Regions from separate parts of the Pan troglodytes genome. Here region 2 is linked to region 1. A link is a contact called in public HiChIP or PLAC-seq data. All regions are on one chromosome and are shown on one strand. Each heading gives the region's core, a stretch centred on a gene start, on an enhancer-like site or on the middle of the called end of the contact. The rest is flanking DNA. Distances are from core to core; before and after follow the strand shown.

The links. HiChIP or PLAC-seq counts read pairs in DNA pulled down with a chosen protein or histone mark.
Region 2: an H3K4me3 HiChIP or PLAC-seq map of stem cell-derived excitatory neurons shows a contact between it and region 1, with 2.4 times the contacts expected there. The contact joins the promoter of RARS1 here to the promoter of WWC1 in region 1. A contact is called at or near these places in 1 of 7 Hi-C or Micro-C datasets (stem cell-derived neural progenitor cells) and 1 of 1 datasets of contacts at active chromatin or transcription factors (stem cell-derived excitatory neurons).

Annotation. Positions count from the first base shown.
Region 1 is chr4:165,963,537-165,966,068 of NHGRI_mPanTro3-v2.0_pri, forward strand. WWC1 (WW and C2 domain containing 1) reads left to right here and starts at 1,269. Exons shown (of 23, transcript XM_527107.8): 1 at 1,269-1,895. The coding sequence starts at 1,777.
Region 2 is chr4:166,160,644-166,163,175 of NHGRI_mPanTro3-v2.0_pri, forward strand. It overlaps RARS1 (arginyl-tRNA synthetase 1), which reads left to right and starts at 1,267. Exons shown (of 15, transcript NM_001246569.1): 1 at 1,267-1,339. The coding sequence starts at 1,295.

The DNA.
Region 1 (2,532 bases), core at 19-2,518:
CCAGCTTCCTGCCATATGCCGAGGGCAAAAAAGGGTTAAATTCCCACTCAGTACACAGATGTAAGAGGAGATGGGGAAGTGAACAGCCAGTTGATCATTCACTCAATCATGCTAGCTTGCTTTTTGTATTTAATGCTACATTTTAAATTTATTTATTTATTTATTTGAGACAGAGTCTCGCTTTGTTGCCCAGGCTGGAGTGCAGTGGCGCGATCTTGGCTCACTGCAACCTCCACCTCCCAGGTTGAAGTGATTCTCGTGCCTCAGCCTCCCGAGTAGCTGGGACTACGGGCGTGCACCACCATGCCCAGCTAATTTATTATTATTATTTTTTAGTAGAGATGGGGTTCACTATGTTGGCCAGGCTGGTCTGAAATCCTGACCTCAGGTAATCTGTCTGCCTCACCCTCCCAAAGTGCTGGGATTACAGGCGTGACCCACCGCACCCAGCTAATTCTACATTTTTAATTTCTCAAGAAACATTGTGTCTCTGATTGTTTTATTCTCTTGAACATTTTTCAAGATGGAATTTTGTTTTGCTTACTTTCTTCTTTTTCATAACCCCACTTCTCCCAAATCCATAACACACCTACCTCAAAGTATCACAGGAAAGAAAGCCTGTGAAGCTGCTAGCCACAGCCTGTCACAAGTAAGTCCTCAATTTAGCTAACAATAACAATGGCATTACTATTACTTTTACAAAGTGTTTTCCCTGACACCCTCTGGAAGTCCTCCCAGGAAAGCGGATCCACAGCGCTCCTAATTTTAGGGGCCCTGAGGGGAGCCAGCTACATTTCCAAATGGTGGGGAAGGGTGGAGGGTGGGCGAAACGTCGTAGGGAGAGTTGAATAGAAGGAGACAGATGGTGCCTGTGTTGGGGGAAGGGACCAGAGATCCTGGAAAACTTATGTTTCCCAATTCGCAAGAATGTTTCCATTTAACCACTTCTTGCCTGACTCCTGATTCTACACCACAGAAAAGCAGGGAGTTTTAAGATTTGGGGCCACCTGTGCCAAGAGCCTGGCTACTCCGGGTGGAGAGAGACAGGAGCGTTTTAAGTACAGGCAGAGCGGTTTTTGGCCCAGCCCCCTAGGTCTGGGACGCAGGTGAGGGGCGGTCTCTCCTTCCCATGGCAGGGGCAGCGTAGGGGTGGCCGGCGGCTGGGACTGTCCCACGAGGGGGCGCGTCTCGGGACCTAGGTCCCGCCCTCGAGGCGCTGCGCGCGGGGAGGGGACCCGGGAACCCAGGCGCCCGGCGCTCCGCCTCCCGTTTCCGGGGCAGCGCGGTTACCTGCACCGCCCGAGCCGCACCTGGCGGAGGCAGAAGTCACAAACCCGGCGAGCTCAGAGCGGTGGAGCGGCGAGGAGGGACGGCACCCGGCTGCAGGGAGGAGGGAGGCGGCAGCGGCAGCGGCGGCGTGGAGGGCGCAGCGCGCCGCGCGGCGGAGGAGGGCAGACGGCGGCGGCGGCGGCGTTTGCCTCGCTCTGCCCGGCCGGCTGGGCGCGCACCCGGGCTCGCACCGCGCCGCTGCGGACGCACATGGCAGCGTGAGAGGCCGGCGGCGGGAGGAGCGGGCGGCGCCGGGTCGGGGCTGCAGGGCCGCATGGACAGCGGCGCCACCCCGGCCGGCCCCCACTAGGGCCCCCCATCTGCGGGCGCCACCCCCCGGATCATGGTGCCTCGGCGGCCGCCCGGGCTAAGAGCGGCCGGCTGGAGCCGCTGAGCCCCCGCTGCGGCCGGGAGCTGCATGGGGGAGCGCCGGCAGCGCTCGGGAAGATGCCCCGGCCGGAGCTGCCCCTGCCGGAGGGCTGGGAGGAGGCGCGCGACTTCGACGGCAAGGTCTACTACATAGACCACACGAACCGCACCACCAGCTGGATCGACCCGCGGGACAGGTAGGACCCTGGGACCCTCCTCCGTGCCCCCACACCCCCGCCTGGGCCCCCACCTGCCCCTGGAGCCGCCGGCCGGGACTGGGAGGGGGCAGGGGAGCTCTGCGTGCCTCTTGAGCTCTCTTCAGTTCGCCACCCCCTGCTCCCCCCAACCTTCTGGAGCGCTGCTCCCGCCTCAGTGGGCTACCGACAGGAGGCGCCTGCCGGGGAGCTGGCCCAGGCTGCCTCACCGCCATCCCCAGTTGGAGGACTTAGGCCCCAGCCGGCACCTGCCCGGAGTTTTGACCTTAAGCTCTAGCCCCGCCCGCCCCCTTTAGGAAGAGAGGTCGGGCGGGGGCGGGGGTTGGGGGAGCGACCTAGCCGGGTGAAGCCGGGTCTTCCCGGGAAGGCTTCCATCCAGCGTGGGGGTGGGCGGATGGGGATGGGGAAGTGTCCGGTTAGAGGGGGTGGTCAAGACCCCAGGATTCCGTGGGAGACCACTGGAGAGAGGGCACTCGGCGCAGGGGAAGGCAACCCGAGGTGTGCTTTTTGACAGGTGCCTTGGAAGCTGCTGAGAACAGCACAGGGGCAGCCAGGGGGCCCTGGAACCCGAGGGTGGGGAGGAAGTGAAGAAGCGGGGGAGGGCAGATGAGGGAGACTG
Region 2 (2,532 bases), core at 17-2,516, 200 kb after region 1:
CCTTATAAAAGAAAACCCTGTTATGGGTGACAACATTGATGAACCTGGAGAACATTATGTTGGTGCAATAAGCCGGGCACAGAAAGACAAATACTACATTAGCCCATGTATATGTGTAATCTAAAAAATTCAGATTCATAGAAGCAGAGCATAGAATGGTGGTTGTCAGGGCTGCAGAGGTAGGAAAGATGGGAGATGTTGCTCAAAGTTACAAAGTTTCAGTTAGGCAGGATGAATAGATTCTAGAGATGTAATGTATATTGTATACTTGCAGTTTTCGTTTTCGTTTCGTTTTGTTTGTTTTTAAATAGAGAGAGAAAAGGTCTCACTCTGTCATCCAGGCAGAGTACAGCGGCATGATCATGGCTCACTGCAGCCTCAAATTCTTGGGCTCAAGTGATCCTCCCACCTCAGCCTCCTATATACCAGGGACTACAGGCACATGCCACCATGCCCGGCTATTTTTCCATTTTTTTGTAAAGACGAGGTCTTAGCTGTTTCCCAGGATGAGAATAGATCTTAAATGTTCACAGCACACACACACGCACACACACACATGCAAATGATAACTGTATGAGATGAAGGTTATGTTAATTATTTTGATTGTGGTAATCATTTCAGAATGTATACATATATCAAAACATTACGTTGTACATCGTTATGATATACACTCTTTGTCAATTATACCTCAATAAAACTGGAAAAATAAATAAGATTTTAACTCAAATGTCACTTGCCTAGAGATGTCTTCTCTCACCCAAGTCACTCTATCACATTGCCTTCCTAGCAATTAAAACTACCTGAGATTATTGCCTTTTTTGGTCTATTTTCTCTCTCCATTCTAAAATGTGTCTGCCGTGAGAGCGGAGATCGTGTGTTTTGTTTTCTCTGTGCCCCCAGAGCCTAGAATACTGTCTGGCATTTTAAAGTACACAATAAATGTTTGTTGAATAAATGAATGGATTTGTTAGTTTTGTGCCCATTTCACAAAATGGCCTTTGAGAGCCAGAAGCTCTAGGTCAGTGACTGTCCTAGTCTATCCAAGCACAGAGCAGCTCTGGTTAGTCTCTGCTCAATTCCTCTCTCCTCGCCCAAACGTCCCTGAGTTGCGGCCTCGCTCCTGGCCGAAATCCCCGCGGGTTCTCCTCGCAGTGTCTACTGGATTCCGCCAGGAGGCAGCAGAGGCGCCAGCACCCAGTCCGACGGGACAGCGGACCGGAGGGGGTTTCCGCTTCCGGGAGAGGCTGACCGTTTCCGCTTCCGTCCACTTGGCGAGTGAGACGCTGATGGGAGGATGGACGTACTGGTGTCTGAGTGCTCCGCGCGGCTGCTGCAGCAGGTTTGGACGCAGGAGACCGGCGGGAAGGCCTGAAAGAGATGGAGCAGGCTCTGACTCCTGCCCAAGCGGCTTCGGGGGCGGGATAGCTAGGCGAGGACCATCCTGGTCCTCTTAGAGTGGAGCGGCACGGTCCCTGTGGGAACAGGAAGGGTTGAGAGAGGAAGCACCCATCATTTCAAAGCCCGTGTGACTGTGACTTTCAGCGGAATGGAGGGTCCCCACCCTCTCCCAGGCCTCCCCCAAACCAGCGTCTTCGGTGGGCTGGAGCCTGGCGTGTTCAGAACAATTCTCTCCCTACAATCCACCTCCTCTTCTGCATACACACGCGATTTAGGGGATGCGGGGAGATAGACAAGGGGAGAATACATTCAGAGCTCTGGGTCTTGGTTTGCAGCTCAGCCGCAGTTCTTCCCGGGTTACTGAGCGAGAGGATTCCTAATAAGCCCATGGGGTGATTCATTATCAGACCAACGGAGTTTGCTCTGTGCCCTCAGCATTCGTCGGGAAGGAGCAGCCACACCATATAAAAGTGAAAGCGGCCGGGCGCGGTGGCTCATGCCTATAATCCCAGGACTTTGGGAGGCCGAGGTGGGCGGATCACGAAGTCAGGAGATCGAGACCATCCTGGCTAACACAGTGAAACTCCGTCTCCACTGAAAATACAAAAAAAATTAACCGGCTGTGTTGGGGGGCCCCTGTATTCCTAGCTACTCGGGAGGCTGAGGCAGGAGAATGGCGTGAAGCCGGGAGGCGGAGCTTGCAGTGAGCAGAGAGCACACCACTGCACTACAGCCTGGGCGACAGAGCGAGACTCCGTCCCCCAACAACAACAAAAAAAAGTGAAAGCGGAACAGTTCCATTACCTTTTATGCCCAGGTGGGGAGGGATGGTAGGAAGATAGTTCACAGTACTCTGTCCTGTTACGGCTTTATACTTAATCAGCAGTCACAAAGTACAAGTTAGTCAAGTAAATTGGCAAGCTCTTTACATTTCTGAGCCATTTATTTATCGGTATGTATTTATCTTTGCCTCACTTGGTTGTGATAATCATGAAGGTAATTTCTGAAAAGTGTTTTTAGCTCATCTCCTGGAACATAATGTATGCTCATTTTTGGCAATTTGGTTTTGACTGTAGCTATCTCCCAGTAAGTATTCTGAAATTTCAGGTGAGGAACTCCCCCTGAGTTTTGCAG